Linked DNA regions of Zea mays: all the other regions are linked to region 2. The links are chromatin contacts, called in public Hi-C maps. All regions are on one chromosome and are shown on one strand. Each heading gives the region's core, a stretch centred on a gene start, on an enhancer-like site or on the middle of the called end of the contact. The rest is flanking DNA. Distances are from core to core; before and after follow the strand shown.

What was found. A called contact is a pair of places that touch in the nucleus more often than the background predicts.
Region 1: a contact with region 2 is called in a Hi-C map of leaf, with 2.2 times the contacts expected there. The contact joins the enhancer-like site here to the promoter of LOC100272551 in region 2. A contact is called at or near these places in 3 of 25 Hi-C or Micro-C datasets (ear and leaf).
Region 3: a Hi-C map of tassel shows a contact between it and region 2, with 2.0 times the contacts expected there. The contact joins the enhancer-like site here to the promoter of LOC100272551 in region 2. A contact is called at or near these places in 12 of 25 Hi-C or Micro-C datasets (bundle sheath, ear, leaf and 4 more).

Annotation. Positions count from the first base shown.
Region 1 is chr6:162,096,543-162,099,849 of Zm-B73-REFERENCE-NAM-5.0, forward strand. No RefSeq gene overlaps it. Among protein-coding and RNA genes, the nearest start is that of LOC100193383, 45 kb to the left of the region's middle. Within about 2 kb of position 1,524, at least 19 of the 20 cell types and tissues checked have an H3K27ac peak or open chromatin away from gene starts, as enhancers often do. A contact at or near this core is called in ear and leaf, where this site is marked.
Region 2 is chr6:162,208,423-162,211,769 of Zm-B73-REFERENCE-NAM-5.0, forward strand. It overlaps LOC100272551 (BLH14), which reads left to right and starts at 1,686. Exons shown (of 4, transcript NM_001399131.1): 1 at 1,686-2,813. The coding sequence starts at 2,154.
Region 3 is chr6:162,115,364-162,118,929 of Zm-B73-REFERENCE-NAM-5.0, forward strand. No RefSeq gene overlaps it. Among protein-coding and RNA genes, the nearest start is that of LOC100193383, 64 kb to the left of the region's middle. Within about 2 kb of position 2,193, at least 16 of the 20 cell types and tissues checked have an H3K27ac peak or open chromatin away from gene starts, as enhancers often do. A contact at or near this core is called in ear, root tip, seedling and 1 more, where this site is marked.

The DNA of each region.
Region 1 (3,307 bases), core at 274-2,773, 110 kb before region 2:
TTGTAACCCCCTACTGCAAGCGCACCCGACCTGGGCGCGGGACGAACACGAAGGCCGCAGGATTCCCACCTCTCTCACGCCGGTCTCCGGCCGCCTCGCTCTTCCCCCCTTCGCGCTCGCCCTCGCGCTCGACCCATCTGGGCTGGGGCACGCGGCGACACTCACTCGTCGGCCCAGGGACCCCTCGGTCTCGAAACGCCGACACTATTGTTGATTTTTTGGCACTCTAGCACGATGAATCATGCAAAACCATGACCACCATGCCATCTAGGTGATACCAATCACTAATGTAGGGAACCGTGACACTTGAGGTGTTAAATTTTAGGCAATCTGATATCTTCCTAATACATGGCCTCTATTTTTTTCCCATAGTCAAACAATTTGCAACGGGTCATGAATGGTTCATATATGAGTTTCTGTAGTATGTAGGTAATGAATCCCAAAACGTGCGGCCAGGTGCAGATGTTTTTTGGTTCTAAATTATAAGTTAACATCGAATTTATTATGTATCTACAAATGTACTACATTTAGATGCATTACAAGTTTATTGTATTACAAAAATCAAAACGATCTAGTACAATTTAAATTGGAGGAAATGTATGAAGCTCGCTTATACTAAATCATGAGGATAAGCCATAAACAATGTTACTATCGGTTGGATAATCTAATCTTTCTACGTGTGCAGTGAGTTTCGTTTTAATCCACTCTGCATACATTACACATGCACGAGAGAAGATCTGAGTCCGAAAGAAAGAGAGGGAGAAGAAGCTTCGGTCGACAAAGCATCAGGCAAAAGATGCCGCTTTTACTACTTTCTATCAGGGAACCGGGATCCAGCAGGCTGCAAACCAATCCACCTGCGGCAGCATTGGCCAGTTGCTGGCACTTGACTCGCAGTTTCTACAGGCTGCATTAGACCAACTCCAGCAACACTCCCCATCCCACTCCGCATTCGCATTATACACGCTCTGAGTCACTATTTCGCTCTCCAGTAGCCTCCGCATCCGTCTTCGCAAAACAGACGTCGTGTACCTGCACTCCCCTTTTCCACGGTTTCTCTCTCCTCTCCGCACAAGACTGCATGCGCCACCTCCTGCTCGTGGGCCCCAGATGTCATAGACTGCATGCGGAGTGCAAATACGGAGTCTGCTGGAAACGGGGACGGATACGGAGAGGAGAGAGAAACTGTTGTCCGTGCTAAATACGGATACAGAGAGGGAGTCTGTTGGAGTTGGTCTTAGCATTACAACCGGGGCCGGCCGTCGACAAGCTCCACCACGACCACGAGCACCATATCTCCGGCGGGGATCTACGGCGCGCCTGACCTCCGGCAGCATCGACGCAACGGCGGCGGCATCTTTGATCCGGCCAAATGCAAAGGCTTTTCCGCAATTGGGACCGAACCATTCGCCGGATAGACTCGCACTGCTTCCCAAGATATTAGCGTGACAAGTGGAGGGGGTGGATCCCCATCCCCCTGGCCAGACCCAGAAGCACTGCTTGGAGATGCGCTTACGCACGCACTGCTTGAGACCATCCTTATCTCGTCATCGTTGCTTGCCCAGTAGCAGGAGGAGGGAGCCCACAGCCCACGGCGACTCTGCATCCGGCGGCCTCTTCTTTTTATCCGTTTGACGTCAAAGGCGACCGCAGGCAGAGGGGATGATGAACATGAACCTAGTCCTAGTGTAGTGGGTGGCGACTGCCGACTGCTGCCGAGAAGGAAAAGGCGTCTGCTAGATTTGGATTCAGAGAACGGTCGATCCGTCTCTATCCTCCCCGTGCGGGAGTCTGACACGGTGACATGGACAGGCTAGGCTACTGAGAGATTACGAGCATCGATAGATACGGCAAGAGCAAATCTCACTGGATACAGCAGGTCCGGCTCGGCTGGTTGAATTAAGGATAAGCTAATTAATGGGCCGAGCCGTTGTTCCGCCTACGCGCGCGGTGCGGTGCGGCGCCGTAGGGTGGTTGGGCGTTGGCCGCTGACGCGCGGCGCGCGTCCCTGTCGGCGTCACCGAGGATAAGCTGAGCGCAAGCGCACGAGCACGAGCACGGCACGGCACGGCATTGGAGCGGCGCGCCGAAGAGTTGGCCGGGCGTCTCGTCGCTGCCTGCGTGCGTGGGCGTGGCGTGGCGACGACGGGGACGGGATGGGAGGCGCGTCCCTTGGCGGCGCGAGGGGCTGGGACTGGGAGCCCGAGACGAGATGGCAAAAGATCGTCGGCAACCGGTGGAGTCGGGTGAGGATTCAGTGAACTTTGGGACGCCAGTTGGTCGTGCCCAAATGGTATGTTGCGCCCGTAGTTCCCATAGGTGGTAGGTCTGTTACTGGTACTGGACCCGATTCAACAAGTGTACAAAAGCGGCCGAGATCCATAAAAATCGGTAAGGAATACTTTAAAAAGTTAAATGGACTAATACCAAACATATTGATGTTTATGTTCTCTTATAATAAATAATAAGATAGGATCCTCAGCCTAAAAAGTTAAATGGACTGATACCAAACGTTGCTGTGGATACAATCTACAACTAACCCTCCATCAACCTGATAGATCCTCAGCCTTGCCCCCCCCCCCCCCCCCTATATAATAGGCTTTGTTTTTATTGGCTAAATCAAGAAGCACAATATGTTGTTCTTGAATTCGCTCTAAACCCAAAGTTTAACGAGTCTGTTCAATCTAAATTAAATTCTCACCGCTAGATACATGTTGTAAATTAGTTTATATGACTAGTTGATGTTTATACATTGATTGTGTTAAACGGGCTAGTAGTAGATGTTATTTTAATCAAGTTAGTTCGTGAAAAAAAATATCACGGTGGCGACACGTGCCCGCTTGCGTGTCACATGCTCCTGCGCTCGCCCGTTGGACACACTATTGTGCTCATCGCCAGGACACACAAAACCTAGTGGTTGTCATGTAAAATTTTTTATCTTAGCATTATTGGAACACTGATGTATCTTGTGAATTGCACTAGACCAAATATTGCATTCACAATGAGTTTTCCTAACTAGACATTGTGCGACCAAACCAGAAAATATTAGACAGGGATAAGACTATACTAAGATACCTTAATGACACTCAAGATCTTGGATTGGTTGTCTTAAAGAATTAGGGTAAACCTTTGGTGGGGTTATACAGATGTTTGATATTTATTCGATATTTATAATGCTAGATCTCATACTAGCTTTGTGTGTTCTTAGTGGTGCTACTATTGTATCCTAGGGATTGAGCAAACAAACACTCTTAGCGACGTCTACCAACCACATATATAAAGTTGCGTGTGAATGTGCTTGTTATGG
Region 2 (3,347 bases), core at 436-2,935:
TAAACCGCCTGGGACATCACAGGCGGTTTTCTAACCGAACCGCCTGTGATGTAAAAATCCTACCGCTTGTATAGAGCCAAATTGTACTAGTGCATATACCATGTTTGTTTGTATTGTTATGAGTAGACGAGCAAGTGAACGAGGAACCCGGAGCTCAACAGATTGAGACTCTGAGCAGGAGCTTGCAGAAGGCAAGTTGTGCCCTTGATCTCTCTTCTTTACCCAATAACGTTTCTGTTAATCATTATGATATGCTAAGGCTATTTTGATGGGACCTAATAGGTTACCCTAGTTTGGTTATTTTACACCTTGCTTACCACTTAACTTTTGGGGTAGTATCTGCTACTGCTGGTTTGGGTGTTAAGATACATATGATTCATGGTCATGCTTTATTATTGTTATTTTTATTATTTAATGTTCATGATAAGATTATGGCGTTAACCGAAATATAGAGCTTAACTTGAGATAACCATGCTACCACAAGGGTGAAATGGGACACACTTGGTTTACTAATTAGGAAAGATAGTGTGAGTTAATCCTTTCCCAAAAGGGGCAAACGGGGTGGAGGAGTGCAGGTGTAGGGAGGTCGTCAGGTCGGAGTGTCTTTTTAGCTTTTCGAACGAGGAATTCCTATATCGCCTTCGGCCCGGAATCCATGGCGGGTTCTCTCGTCTAGTGGAACTTTGTAAAGGCCTTATAGTGCTACCCTGCCTCGTCTCCTCGGTAGAGATGAATGAGTTTCGAGACCCTTTGGCAATGGGTAACATAACTTATGGTAAAGACACACAACCTCTGCAGAGTGTAAAACTAGTATATCAGTCGTGCTCGTGGTCAAGAGCAACTCAGGACTCTCGCATGATTAACTTATGGAATTAAACTTAATCTGGCATATGCATCGCATTGTAAGATTTATTATCAATTGTGATCTCTTTATTTTATGGGTATGATATATGCCTATACTTAGTAACTGATAATAAAATTTTGACCAACTTATTAAAAGCAATGCTCGGTCTTACCCATTATTTATTGATTAGCCTTACATTATACATGAGCCCCACCATAAGTAAGCTCATACACATTATTCCCCACACTTGCGGAACAGGGAGGGGGTCTGGAGGCCAATGGCCCTGTTAGACGTGTCTGGGACCATGAGCCCATCTGCTCGGTTCTGAGTATGTGGTCATAGATAATCACTTGGGTATTCGTCCTTGACACAATTCAAAAGGGTACCCACATATAGGAATAGCCCGGGATAACCATATCCTCTAGTGTACTCTCTCACCCGTATAATTCTGATGAGCAATTAGGAATCGTCTAATTCTGATGAATAGTTAGGAATGGTTCCTTCCGATCTGTGACTTTAAACTAAATAAGTTTATCTAAGACCATCTCCAACAGCTTATTTATACTCATATTCATATTCAAACTACATTATATAAACGGTACAACATACAATATAAAACGATGTAAAATAATATTTTTAGTGATTATATAGTATATTGTATAATAGTTCATCTATATAGTCACTAAAAATATCTTTTATACTATTTTGCACGGTAAATTATATTGTTTATAAAGTATAGTGTAAATAAGGGACCTTTGCACTCTCTCCTCTCCTGGCCAGCGTCGTCTATAGTCTATACACGCTCTGACGCGCGCCCGCGGCCTCGCCCTAGCTCGCTTCGCGGCCTCGCGCCCTCCCCTCCGAGTCGCAGGGTCGCACGAGCAGACAATCACCAACACCCTTTCTGTCTTTCGCTTTCACTGCTCACCATTTCGCGTCCTTGCCTCGCCCTCTCGCCGTAGCGAGCAGCTCTTTTTCGTCTCCCTCCCTCATCTGCTACGCACCTTTGCAGAAAGAAAGGCGCCCGGAGGTAGGGGTAGAGGTAGAGCCCGAGAGCCCAACACCTCCACCAGCAGCAAAGCACCACCACCAGAGCCGAGCGCACAAAAGCGCGCGGCCGAGACGCGGGACAAAGCAACGGGCAGCCTGTACTGCCCGCTTCTAGCTGCAGCTACCCTCCAGTCCCAGTTCCAGCCCCGGCCAGGCGCTCGCAAAGTGCGGAGCCGCCCTCTCTTCGAGTCTTCGCTCGTGGTCTCTCTCTCCAGGTCGTGCAGTACGATCCATATCCCGGAGCTCTTGCGCGAGCGACATGTCCTCGGCGGCGGGCGGTGGATACGGGGCTGCGGGCGGCGCCGAGCACCAGCACCTGTTGCTGGGGCAGGCCTCGGGGCAGCTCTACCACGTGCCGCAGCACAGCCGCCGCGAGAAGCTGCGGTTCCCGCCCGACCCGGCCGACTCGCCCCCGCCCACTGCCTGGCCGGCGCCTCCACCCTTCTACTCCTACGCGTCCTCGTCGACGTCGTCCTACTCGCCGCATAGCCCAACGCTGGCGCACACGCAGCTAGTGGCGCACGCGCTACCTGCCGGCGCCGGGGCCCAAATCCCGAGCCAGAACTTTGCGCTCTCGCTCTCTTCGGCGTCCTCGAACCCTCCGCCCGCGCCGCGGAGGCAGCTCGCCGCGGGGGTAGCCGCTGGGCCGTACGGCCCGTTCACGGGCTACGCGGCCGTCCTCGGGCGGTCCAGGTTCCTGGGCCCCGCGCAGAAGCTACTCGAGGAGATCTGCGACGTGGGCGGACGGCCCCCGCACCTGGACCGGCGCTCCGACGACGAGGGTATGCTCGACATGGACGCGGCGGGGGGCGTGGACCACGAGATGGACGGCGGTGACTGCGCTACCGCTGAGGCGGTCGCCGTCTCGGGCGCCGAGCAGCAGTGGAGGAAGACAAGGCTCATCTCCCTCATGGATGACGTGAGTTAATCACTACGATCCGCCTCCCAGCTTCTTGATCCTTCAGCGAAAAGCACGTCTTTTCTGCTCTTGTTTCATGTCGCAATTATTTCTTCTTCGGCGAGAAGAATCTAACGAACACCGCTCATGGTCACGTCACGGAGCCTACATCTCGGTTGAATCTTTATTTACTGTTCTGGCACAGATTATTTCTTGTGCTTGCGATATGATGATAGTACATATGGATTGCGATTCGACCTCTTTCGGATATGTTGGTTCGGTTATTATATGCATCAAATCATTGTATTGCAAACGTTGGGAGGTTTCCATTCCCTTTCATTTTCCCTTGCGAAAACTAGGCAACTTGCTGTGAAGTTCTTGCTGAACAGAATTGCCCAGCAGATCAAAGCATGAAATTGGGACATCGAAATATATCAGGGTTCTCTAGTTTTGTCCCGAAGATTTTTCTTCTTCAAAATTGCTACCCGATAAGATTCCTGGAGTTTTTGTCTTCTTTCGAAAGGATGCCATATGCATCCGCGTAACCTGCAGCAG
Region 3 (3,566 bases), core at 943-3,442, 93 kb before region 2:
CCGGCTTTTTGCATTTTAACCCTTCATCGAAAACAATATCACGTTTGGACCCTAGAAAATTTTAATGTTATTTTTAGACCCTTTGCTCGGCGCCATAGCCTATGGCGCCGAGGTAACACAGCTCGGCGCCATAGGCTATAGCGCTGAGGTAGGTGCTGCGCTGGCCCAAACGGACGACGTGGCGCCGACGTGGTACCGAGCTCGGCGTCATAGATCTTGGCGCCGAGCTCGTTTCTGTACACAAAGGTCGTCTAGCTCAGTTGGTAGAGCGTAAAGCTCTTAACCTTGTGGTTATGGGTTCGAGCCCCACGGTGGGTGTTTTTTGTCTTTGTCACTAATTTTTTTTGTTGTCCCAATTTTTTGTTTATGTCGTTGATTTGTCCGTCCAAATTTATTTCTCATCCTGTTTTTTTGTTTTTGTGACTGATTTGTTTATTCATCCAGATATTTTTTTTGTTTATCCGGTAAAAAGAAGCACAAATATTCATGAATTGACTATCCTATACGATGGCCTATTTGAAATGCAAGATTATTATATAAATTAATACATGAATTTTGTAGTCTCACCAGTTTGATTTTATACAAAAGCACGTGAAGAAAAAAAACCTGAATATTTCTACAGATAAGCCTGTATTCTATAATCCGAATATGAGTACATATATATTCCAACGTTGTGGATGCGTCAAGGTTTAGATACTTGAATATTTCTGGAATAACGAAATGTGAGTGGCTGAACAGTGACAGGTATTTCATTCTTGTGTTTTCAGTAGGCCGCTTAATGCTCCTAATGAGAACACGGAACTCCTCTGGCAAATACAGCTGCCGGATAGTATACTTTGGAAGTTTCTCCAAAATAATTGCTTCCTAGTTTATGACACAGATAGCTGCATTTTTATACGAATTCCTGGCAAACCAGTGTTTCATGGCATAGAAGTTCTGAGCGTCAGTTAGGATATGAAAAGCAAAGTAGCTTGGCTCCTGAAAAACAAAAAAATATCTAGATGAATAAACAAATCAGTCAAAAAACAAAAAAACAGGATGAGAAATAAATTTGGACGGACAAATCAGCGACATAAACAAAAAATCTGGACAACAAAAAACAAATCAGTGACAAAGACAAAAAAGAACACCCACCGTGGGGCTCGAACCCACAACCACAAAGTTAAAAGCCTTACGCTCTACCAACTGAACTAGACGACCTTTGTGTACAGAATCAAGCTCGGCGCCAAGATTGGTATCACGTCGGCGCCACGTTGTCCGTTTGGGCCAGCGCAGCACCTACCTCGGCGCCATAGCCTATGACGCCGAGCAAAGGGTCCAAAAATGACATTAAAATTTTCTAGGGTCCAAACGTGATATTGTTTTCGATGTAGGGTTAAAATGCAAAAAAATCGGTTCGTTCGGCAGCTCCGTGTCCGAGCTCAACCTGCAGACCGACAGCGGGCAGGCAGGAACAGAACAGGGCGGCGAGGAATTGAGGGCGGATGCGGCGATACCGAAAACCGCTGTGCGAGTGCGACCACCAGCCAGCCCACCATGCACCTCGTAGTTATCGCCAAAAAAGACAAGGCAGCTGACAGGACATGGGCTGGGTTGGCCTCACCCGGAGGAAACGAAGCATCACGTCTACTCCTCGTCTCCTCCTTGACGACGCGTCTCGACCGGGTGCGACACCTTCGCACAGATTTTTACTACTATTACAGCATCGCGGCCGCGGATGGATGGATGGATTGCTGCCATTTCCTGTTGCATTTGCACATGCTCGTGGACGGTTGCTTGCTCGCTCGCTCGCTCGCAGCGCAGTCTCTCGCCGAGGAGATTCGAAAAAGGCCCGCCCGCCGCACGAACACAGACGGTGCCTGCACTGTTACTGCAGCGGTCGTGTATACTCTCGTGAAGCCATGCATGGAGGATTTTGAAAGGCCCGAAGAAGTACAGTATGTTAATTTTGCCCACCCCACCCCGCCTGACCCGAATGCGAGTGTTGACCGTTGACGAACAGACGAACACTGCTCCATGGACTTGGACTGTTGGAGGAGTGACCATGCATTGCATTTGCATAAAAGTTCGATCCAATCCACACAGCCAGTGACGCGGTGACACGGAGGCACGTACCACGGTACCAGCGCCAGCAGTACAGGCAGAGGTGACGCTAGATACGTACCTGGCTGTACCGTAGCCATACGTCTGAGAGGTCACGCTAGATACGTACCAGTACCGCAGGCCGCAGCACAGCACAGCGCGGCAGAGGACCAGAGATAAACGTCGTACTACGAGGGCCGCGCCCTGGAACTGACGGATCGTAGTATCCTTTCCCTGGGAGGGAGAGCACCGGGCTGGCACATGAATGCGACAAACGGAGCCGGCTCAGGAACAAAAGAAAATGGCGTCTCAGATCGGCGCTAGCTGCTATTGCGAGACACAGTAAAAAAAAGCAAAGAGGAGACCTTCGGTGTTGACAGATCCTTCGGTCTTGCAGTACACGCAGAAACAAAATGAAATGCCACACGAAAAGGTATAGAGGAGCGGGAGCTCTGTATTTCAGATCCAGCGACTGTTGGGGTTACCAATGGCAACAGGCAACATTTTTTTTTTCTCTCAGTCGTGTTCGTTACTCATCAACAACGCAACAACAATGACACTGTCTTCACGGTATCCACACGCGCGGTGATAAAAACGCTACGATGTCAGCTTGTAAGCAGCACACAGTAGGGAGAGGAGTGACGACGACGGCTTGGGTGTATGCTACGATGTTACACTGTCTTCACGGTAACTGGCAACATCTATACTATAAAAAATACGATTAATGAATAATCTTATGAGATTTATTTGATACCATAAATCTGATTGTTTTATTGTATAAATCCGATCAAACTTAAGACGTTTTTATTTAAAAAAACAGGGATGCATTTTAATTTGGTAAAGGGAGTAAAAAACATCAGTTATGGACGAGCGAGAAAATTTTGTGCACATGATGCTGCAATGCAAAAATATACAAATGTCAGTAGTATCAAGTAGGTGTTGTCTGGTAGTAGTTGGCTCCCCCCTCCAAAAAAAAACTCCTTCCATCTCATGACTCATGGACAGTGCACAAACTCTCAAGTAACGGGACCCAGGCTCCATGCTTGCCTCCGTTCTGGCTCAGGTACACTGTCACCCCGGTCACACCCACCCCAATCGGTGATCCATCGATTAACCATTAAAGCCGATGATCACACTGGGACCCCGCGCCCATGCATGCACACTGCACAAACACACGCCGAGACACGGACACGGACACGGCAGTGCGTGGCCTGCCATGCCTGCCTCGGAGGTCGCGTCATGGGCTCGACCGGAAACTCGGGCTCCTCTGCTCCACGCGACCACGCCTCTCTCTCTCTCTCTCTCTCTCTCTCTCTCTCTCTCTCTCTCTCTCTCTCTCAGAGATCTTGGTCGACGTCCGTCGTCGTCGCAGCAGCGCCACGGTGGTGATCATTCTACGCCGCCCGAACAAACGTGTGTGCCGGCGCCAGGCTCCCCCTCGTGGCGGTGTCTACATGCTGTCTCTGTCTCTGACCGCCACTAAC